Linked DNA regions of Mus musculus: all the other regions are linked to region 3. The links are chromatin contacts, called in public Micro-C maps. All regions are on one chromosome and are shown on one strand. Each heading gives the region's core, a stretch centred on a gene start, on an enhancer-like site or on the middle of the called end of the contact. The rest is flanking DNA. Distances are from core to core; before and after follow the strand shown.

Region 1 (2,779 bases), core at 214-2,713, 260 kb after region 3:
GCATTATAGGAAAACAGTTGGTGAGAACGCACCCTCTTCTGTCATTAATAACTGACTGGAAATGGTATTTCTGATCCTAAATCCAGCTGAAACCCAGAAACAATAAATGGAGAGATGGAGTGGATAATTTGTGAGTACATGTTTTTTCAAAGCAGAGGGGAAAAATCACTATGTTTGTGCTGAATTACATGCTGCCGTGGACGTGGTAGTATGCAGCAATGATGCTATCATCCATACAGCTGTACAGCACAGCATCTTCAAAGCACCCACCACCAACATCATCACCATGAAGCCTGAAAATAATAGGTTTGTTTATAGTTTGGTAAGAAAATTAGAATAATTTAAAGTCATTTCAGTTCTAGCTTGGGGGAGGGAGTAAGAAGAGACACAGGAGGTGGTGGGGAAGAACAAACAAAATATAGACAAAATACGGATTATATGGTAGGATAATATAATATAATGACATGCATTATACAGAAACTAAGCAGGGGTTTTTGGGTGATGGAAAACTTACAAGTGAAATCTACCACTTCAATCTCGGATTGAATTCTTGTTGCATCGCTTGCTTTTGACCTTGAGCAAAGTCACTGTTTTGAAGGCTTGTTTCCTCATCTGTAAAACAGAATCCTAACGGTAATAACCTTTGCCTTAAAAGGCTGTGAGGATTAGAGACGAACACGTGTAAACTGCAAAGCCCTATATAAATAAGACATTGTGTAGATACGAGGCACAGCTAGATTTTCATAGAGCAGAGTTAAGGGGAAAGATTCTAAAGGCTTTGGAGACTTTGAAAGGGGCTCTAACACCAATGCCACAGCTAGAAAGTCTTGACTTTTAAGCAAGCGAATTACTGTTTAATTTCTCACGTTCATCTTTTTGAGAAAGGAGGATACATAGAATCAAACGAAAGAACCTAGACAAAGGAAACTACCCTTTTTGGGTGCTCGTGCCTGGACCTTTACTTTTTCAACACATATCATTAGTAAAAGGTGTTTACTGCGTGCCATCGGATCAAGAGATATACTACGGCAAGGCAAGCAGATAAGGAAACTGAAGTCAGTACACTCCTGGTGGAACCAACAGAGATGTCTCAGTGCTTATCATGAAACTAGGGTCTTCACCCCACAAAGACCATTCGAAGTTGGAGTGCAGGAGTCCAGCGTCCTTACCACTCCACAGACTCGACGGGAGGGACCTTGGAATTCTTAATTAGAACCGGTTGCCATGGCGACAGTCTCTAGGCAGCGTGGGCTGAGCTCTCGGTAGGGATTGCGGGTGGGCCGCCGCTGGACCCTGTGCGCGCGCCCGCCACCAACTTTCCCTCCAGACCGGAGCGGGGTGGCGCGCTCCGCCCCCGCCCCCGGGCCGCGCACGTCCGAGCTCGGTGGCGCGCACGCCTGCGGGAGCCCTCTCCAGGCAACCCAGTGCTGATCGCCGGTGCCCGTGCGGCCGTTCCCCCTCCGTAGCGGGAGGCGAGGCTCCGAAGCAGCCCCCTCCTCCTCCTGGGCTCACCTCCCACCCCCTTCCCGGTGGACCTCGGGGCATGAGCAACGATGGCGGGCTGCATCCCTGAGGAGAAAACTTACCGGCGCTTCCTGGAGCTGTTCCTGGGCGAGTTCCGCGGACCGTGCGGTGGCGGCGAGCCAGAGCCCGAACCCGAATCCGAGCCCGAGCCCGAGCCCGAAGCCGAGCTAGTCGCGGCTGAGGCGGCCGAGGCTTCGGGGGAGGAACCGGGGGAGGACGCTGCGACGGTAGAGGCGACCGAGGAGGGGGAGCAGGACCAAGACCCCGAGCCCGAAGACGAGGCGGTGGAGGAGGAGACGGCGACGGAGGGCGAGGAGGAGGAAGAGGAGGAAGCGGCTGCCCCGGGGCACTCGGCCGTGCCGCCACCGCCGCAGCCCCAGCTGCCACCGCTGCCCCCGCTCCCACGGCCGCTGTCGGAGCGCATCACCCGAGAGGAGGTGGAGGGCGAGAGCCTGGACCTGTGCCTGCAGCAGCTCTACAAATAGTTAAGTAGCGGGGCTCGGCCGCGGGTGGGCCGCCATCCCCGGGGTGCCGGCCTGGGTTCCCGTCCCCGCTACCCATGTCCCCGCGGGGCACCCGGGCGGGGTCCCCCCCGCCTGCCCCCGGCCCCTCTTCGCTGGCCCTCTCGGCCAGCTTCTCGGCCACTTCGCACACCTTCCTCCAGAACCTTCCTGCCAAGGTCTTCCCTCCCGTCTTGGGCTCCCCATTCTTCCCTGCGCCTTTCTTCCCGGGGTTTCCTCCCACCTTCGTCTGTCTGTCCTTTCCCGGGCTGCGTTCCTTGTTGGGCGGTGGGGACGCGCGACTCCTTTACAGGCAGTAAGAGGTGCCTTTCTACATAACCGCAACAAAGCTAATACCGTCGGTGCCCAGAGGAGCCCAGACCCCTAGATTTTCCGTCAGGCGCTCACTGTTGAAATGAAAAGGCTCTATAGATGGCTTTCTTACGTGAGAGCCTAGTATCATACTTTGCAGACATTTGACAGCATATAATTGAGAGCGGTAGGGAGGAATTGGGAAGGAAGGGTAAGTAAAACCCTACCGAGCAAGCCGTTAGGTGAAAAGACGAGGTCGTAAGTCAGAAAAGTCAGCCTGGTTGGATAAAATTGCAATTAAGTGCAGTATTTTCAGTCCATTAAGTAGATGGGGTGGGAGGTGGGAGAAAAGCAGATGGCTTAGCTACCCAGATGCAAGTCTAAAATAGAAAGGTCAAGGCTTTGCCTTTCATCCGAGTTCTGCTTTTTATGGGCTTGAAATA
Region 2 (2,974 bases), core at 291-2,790, 370 kb before region 3:
GGGAAAGAGGATATTAGCTCTTTCTCCAAGAACTTCCTAAGAGTTTTCTCCACAAGAACTCTACAATCTGTCCTCTCACCCCTCCCCACATGTGCCCCACCCCTCATTCATTAACACAGGCTGACATCAGAATACCCCCTGGATGAAGGGATACCCCAGGCCTAGCTTGGCTGAGTCCCTTACTGGAAAAAGACAGAGCTATGGAATGGAGAAGCCTGAGGGGACAGTTTTCCAAGTTGTCCTGGACACATAATGAACACTAAATTATGATACTCCCAAACAGGGCAGGCTAAGGCCAGGACTAGTCTGACTTCTCATGGTTTAGGTGAGGGGAGAGAAAGAGGTGAACACAGGAGCTATGCTAGGCAATTTCCTAACGTCCACCGAGGCCAGAATATTTGACCTCCCACTGAAGATTTTAGATAGCCCCTTTGTGAATGAAAGCTTAGGAAGAAAAATCCCGATGTTTTTTCTGTAACACCACACACACACACACACACACACACACACACACACACACACACACACACACACACACACCAATGTTTGCTTCCTGAACTTTAAAGGCTGCCATCCATGTGTGGTCTAAAGGAGCTGACCTGGCAAGGGGTCTGAATCTGTGTTTGTCTACACTTTGTTTTTTGTCTTGTTGAGACAGGGTTTCTCTGTGTAGCCCTGGCTGTCCTGGAACTCACTCTGTAGACCGGGCTGCTGTCTCAGAGATCTGCCTGCCTCAGTCTTCCAAGTGCTGAGATTAAAGGAGTGTGACACCTCCCCCCAGTGTGTTGTCTATATTTGAGGGCTATGGGTGAAGTCGTTTTTTAAAAGATACCTCACAGCTCATACAGGAGTCCCCGAGAAATGGTTCGCACCTCTATCCCCCAAAGGCCATACCCGAACGGTAGAGGCTGTACCTCCGGTATTTTTGATGATAGTGTACTTAGGGTTCCAGCTATGGATAGGCAGAAAGGTCTCAAGATTCGTGAACAAAGGTTGAGTTAGAAGCAAAAGCGAATGTGAAAGCAGGGGCGCGGGGGGGGGGGGGTCTTGAGGACTGTTGCCTTTATTTCACCATGGGGCTTGACAGTTCTCTCAAGTGTCGCCAGCCTAGGGAAATGAATTTTCCTCTGTCCCTGGTGATTTCTAATACCCTATCCTGCCTCTTTCCAAAGTTGGGACCCTTCTCTCCTGAGTCTGAAATCTCCATCCCTCCATTCTTTTTTCCTTGGCACTGGACTCTCCACGCCTCTCTCCCTTTTCCTTTCTGGGCGGAATGTATTCCTCCCGAGTCAGGCCTCTCCGGGCCTGGGCAGACAGGGTATGCGTCCTCTTTTCTCCTCCTAAGGCCACGGCTCCCTCCCCCCACCTTCTCCAGCTCCCCTTCCCCACCCCCTCCTCCGCCCCGAGGCATTGTGGGACGAAACAAGATGTGGAGCGAGAGCGGCGCGGGGAGAAGCCCGCAGTGCGGGGCCGGGCGGGCGCAGCCAATGGGGAGCGCGGACGGCGGCGCGCGCGGCAGGGGGGCGGGGGCGGGGCTCTATTTCAGGGCCGCGCGTCGGCCGCGCTCAGCGGCGGAGCGGAGCGGACGGCGAGGTATCAGCCGAGACAGGCGGTCGGCCGGGTGGCACGAGGCGGAGCGCGGGCGTCCGGGGAAGCTCGGAGGGCGACCAGCAGTGCGAGCGCTCGGCCCCGGGGCTGCGGGAGCAGGGGGATACCGCGGCGGCAGCGGCTGCTGCTGCAGGACGAGCCCAGGGGACACCGCCCCTGCTCGAGCTTTGCTTCAGCCCAGCGCTGCTCCCCAGGGGCCTGTGCGGACTCGCCTGCGTGACGGTGAGCTGGGGCCCCGGGGGGCAGCCCTCGCTCGACTCGGCCCAGGCTCTGGAGACCCTCGTGCCCTGGCTGGAGGCCCCGCAGCCCCGGGGAGGGGAGCCAGCCGTGGTGCACGGAGGCCTCTCCGGTCCGGGGAGCGCGGGCAGCCAGTGCGGGTTCGGGCTCGACGCGGCTCCTCCCGCCGCCACCCTTCGGGGCGTCCTTCCTGCAGCGAGGTCGCCGGGTCACTCCGGCGCCTCTCCAGGCCTGGCGGGGGAGGGCGGAGGACCGGCTTGCGGCCTGCGGATCCGGAGGGCGGCGGGGAGGTGGATGCTTTCTCATTTCCCAGGTGCTGCCCTTCGGGGGTCCCTGCCCGCTAGAGGAAAAGATGGTGGGGGCGGTGTTTTGGGACGAGGGGTTACGGTCCCTTTGGAAATCCGAAACGAGGCAATAACGTTTGTACGTGTTAAAGAATGGTGCAGGGCGGTCCGTGTCATTTGGAGGCTTAGCCCCCCCCCCCTTTTTTTTCTTTTTTTGTCGCAAGACCAGGGACAGAGGTTGAGAACTGTCCTGGAGTGCTCCTTTTGCGTTTTTCACAGGAGCTCCTGGCTCGTGACTCAGGAAGCTGGCTTGGGGCCCTTTGGCCATCCTTTTATCTGGAGGCCCAGCTCCGCCCCCTCCCCCCACCTCCCTAGGAAAGGATCGCTGGGCGTCTGGCTCCCTAGCCTTTTCTCACTGGTACCTTGGATAGGGGTTGCCAGGGCTGGGCCTCACCTTTCTGCGACGCCTGAGGGGCCAAGGGTGAAGAATCGTGGCATTGTAGTCACAAGACCAGCATTATGTAATCGTAGGCTCTCTCTGTTAGAGAGTAAGATAGCTTTTAATTACTGTGACAAAGTTGATCCTTCGGACTTTGGGGAGGAGGCGGTGAAGCAGGTGAGCTTTTTTGGCAAAATGGTGCCAGTTTCATACTTCGTTGTCTGTAGCCAGGCTCCACCCCCAACCTCTGGATTTGTAAACACTGCCCCCTTCTGAGTGGGAACCTGGAATAGGCCACCAGGTGACATTGTTTTTTTTTTTTTTTTTTTCTTCTAGAAAGGTCTCATCACATCAGCCTTTTTCTCTTCCCAAGCCTCGTGGAGGTTGTTCCTTTTCTCTCATTTCA
Region 3 (3,121 bases), core at 188-2,687:
TAAACTATAAACGTGTGTGTTCTAAAATTCTTTTAAACTTAAGCCTTGACATCTGGTCTTTGTTTCGTTTTTTAGCCGTTTTGCTTTATGTCTGTCCAACCATAACATCTCAAGTAGGGCATCAAACTCCAAGTATTAGTAAACTGGTTCTATTCTACACTGGATCAAACCTTGCCCCTTAGATTATGCATAAACAGTGTCTACCGCTCTATTCATGTCAATAAGTGGAAGGTGTCCTGTCTCTGAACAAATGTGCACTCCAGAGACCTGTCCCTCTTTTCCTTGGCTGGGTAAATAAATAATGCCTTAAGTTTTCTTGCTGGTGACTTTGTTCCTTCGCACCCAACCTGTAGAGTGCCTGTTCTTTTGACTATGGGACAGTGGAGGCCTCTCCCACCCAGTGCTTTGATAAATACAGTGGAGAGACTAGGTACAGGTAAATGGTTCAAGAGCTTTGGGAGTAGGTTAGCTCCTGGGGCTCACTCTCTTAGAGAAGTGTGGAAAGCAAGCGTCAAGTCCATGTCCTTTTTGCAGCTAAACCCGGACTAGGGAGATGCTTACGGACTCTTGCCAGAGGAAAAGCAAGTGCTAGTGGGGATGATGTGACCTAGTCTTGGGGTTGTGCAGAAACGGTGTTTGCGCCCTGCCGCCCACGTGCTTGATGGAAAGCGAGGATCTAGGTGGCACACACTCACCATGCTGCTCTGGCCGAGGCCCAGCAGGTTGGGGCGGCGGGTCCTGATGCTGCAGCGGGGAGGTAGAAGCTGAGGCCGAGGCGGAGGCTGACGTGATGAGGAGCCGCTGGAAGCGGTTGGGCGGGCGACAGGGCACCTCCAGTCCGGCCGCCAGCTTGGCCTTGTTGGCACTGGTGAGCCTCTTGAGGTGAACGAGCAGCTGAGGCTGGTCGCGGCGGAAATGCGGGCTGTGGAAGTGGTGGAGTGGCCCGTCGCCCGCCGGCCCGCCAGCCCCAGGCCCGGGCCCGGGCCCCGCCGCCCCCGGCCCACCCAGCACCACCTTGCGGAAGCCGTAGAGGTTGAGCTGGCGGATGAAGCTGGTGAAGTTGGTGGTTTTGAAGAGCTCCGGCTCGGCCCCGGCCGCCCCGACGCCGCTGCCGCCGCCCCCGCCGCTGCTCCCGGCTCCCCCCGCGCCCCCGGCACCCGGGCCGGGCGGGCTGAGCAGCTCGGCCTCGAAGAGCGGCTGGTCGATGAGCAGCCCCTCGCCTCGGCCGTCCCAGCGGATGGAGCGGTACCGAGGGCTGTTCACCAGCCGCCACAGCTTGGCGGGGAAGTTGTTGGGGTTGATGGGGGTGGACAGCAGCGCCTCCTCCATCGCCCGCCCGGGCCCTGGGCCTCGCCCCGCCGAGCCTGGCTCTCCCACCGTTCTCGATCCCCCGGGCCTTCGCTGCGCCCTGCCCCCTCCTGCCAGCGCCCGGCCGCCGAGGCCCGGACCGTTGGCGCACGAGTCCCGGCACGCCCTCCGGTGTGGCCAATGGGGCCTCGAGTTCCCGCCGCGTGGTGGCCGACGGGGCGCGAGCCCGCCCTCCCCCTCGGTTGGGATGCACGCCTTCGAGGGCAGCAGCGGGGACACTGCGACACAAGGCTACCTTCGCGTGCCTTCCAGAACCGGCCCCTCTCTGTCTGTTCCCAGGAGGGCAGCACGCCAGGGAACCACGGTTCCCGAGGAGAAAGCGGGCGGCCGGTTAGGCAAACTCTGAGGGGCTCCAGCAGGACAGGACGGCCAGCGGAGGTTTCAGAACGCAGAGTGCACTCAGGCGATACACAGCTAATGGTTCCTGAGAACAGAGGAACCCACTCCAGTCTTCCCTAACAGTCGAACTGCTGCTCTCTTCAAATAAAAATGACAGGGGTTGGGGGCTGGGGGTACATACTGTAACTGTAGTACATGAACTCATTCATCTTGTATACAGAAGCATAGTTACACCTTAAAAAAAAACACACCTTAAATTCAAATTAGATGAGGTCCTTGGTACCTGGCAGAAGGGAATAAAGAAGATAAGTATGTGCTTAATGACCAGCTATGATCTCCCAGAGAAGAAAGAAATGAACCTCACTTGAATGGGGACTCAACAAACCCAAAATACAAGAGGGACTACCCATGGGTACTAGTTTGGTTTGGTTTTTTTTATAAAGCCCAGCCTGGACCTTAAACTTGCCTTATTCCTCTTGCCTTTAGCTCCCCAGTACTCGGTGTACAACAAGGCTAGTCCAGTGGCGAACGCTTTATCCATTAAGCTAGACTCAATCCCAATACCAGTAAGAAATAAAAAGACCCAACAAAGCAGCACTAATATAGAGATTTTATTTGAACTGTATTGAGTTTTTACAGCACATTGCATGTTTGTCACAACGCAACTGCACAGTTTGGATTTTTGGCCACATCATGTCACTTACACCCACAACAGCTCTAAAAGGATGCACACATCTGAGCCAGAAGCCCAGAGTCTCTCTCCAAGGCCATGCAATCTGTTCACTGATGGGACAGTCCCTCAAAACAGTCACACAAAGTAGACAGATACAGTCTCCCCGAATGTCCCCAATCCCCCTGAAAACAGAGTGAAGTGCAATGAAAACTGGTAATTAAAAAGCCACTTATGACTGGCAGTAACATTTAATGATTGAGAAAATGCTTAAAATAATTTTATGTATCAGAGACAAATAGTTTATCACTCTTTCATTGATCTTAGGAATTTCTCAGACACACACACACAAAAAAAAAATCTCCATTCTTCAGCTCCATTAAAATGAAAAAAAAAAAAATGTGCTAGGCTGACCTAAATATGCCAAAACTTTTTAGGTTACATCCATGGCAAGTATAAAAGGAGCACAGAGGCTTCGCTGTGGAACTGAAGAAAAGGTCGGAGAAAGGACTCCTATTCTAAATGCAGGTTCTGGTTAGTCTGGAATGAAAAAAAATGTTTTCTTGAAAGCAACGTGACAGTAGCAGTTGAGAAAGACAACGGCTGCAGTTTTAACACAGAGTGAGCATCACATTAATGCGCTAAGGAAAGTGTAGCTAGGAAGTCCTATAAGCCAAGGAGACTGTATCTGTCCCAACCACAGTACATGGCTATGTTACTGTATCTTTTGGTTAAGTGCCACTG

What was found. A called contact is a pair of places that touch in the nucleus more often than the background predicts.
Region 1: a contact with region 3 is called in a Micro-C map of embryonic stem cells, with 4 times the contacts expected there. The contact joins the promoter of Ppm1e here to the promoter of Hsf5 in region 3. A contact is called at or near these places in 2 of 39 promoter capture datasets (liver and pre-B cells) and 1 of 484 Hi-C or Micro-C datasets (embryonic stem cells).
Region 2: a contact with region 3 is called in a Micro-C map of embryonic stem cells, with 3 times the contacts expected there. The contact joins the promoter of Dynll2 here to the promoter of Hsf5 in region 3. A contact is called at or near these places in 3 of 39 promoter capture datasets (cranial neural crest, maxillary cranial neural crest and second pharyngeal arch cranial neural crest) and 1 of 484 Hi-C or Micro-C datasets (embryonic stem cells).

The regions. Positions count from the first base shown.
Region 1 is chr11:87,357,678-87,360,456 of GRCm38.p6, reverse strand. It overlaps Ppm1e (protein phosphatase 1E (PP2C domain containing)), which reads left to right and starts at 1,463. Exons shown (of 7, transcript NM_177167.4): 1 at 1,463-2,008. The coding sequence starts at 1,554. Gm33937 (a long non-coding RNA gene) reads right to left here. Exons shown (of 5, transcript XR_003949755.1): 1 at 2,564-2,779; 2 at 1,587-2,431; 3 at 515-612; 4 at 189-293.
Region 2 is chr11:87,986,099-87,989,072 of GRCm38.p6, reverse strand. Dynll2 (dynein light chain LC8-type 2) reads left to right here and starts at 1,540. Exons shown (of 3, transcript NM_026556.4): 1 at 1,540-1,830.
Region 3 is chr11:87,615,480-87,618,600 of GRCm38.p6, reverse strand. Hsf5 (heat shock transcription factor family member 5) reads right to left here and starts at 1,437. Exons shown (of 6, transcript NM_001045527.1): 1 at 696-1,437. The coding sequence starts at 1,329. It overlaps Mtmr4 (myotubularin related protein 4), which reads right to left. Exons shown (of 19, transcript NM_133215.2): 19 at 2,299-3,121.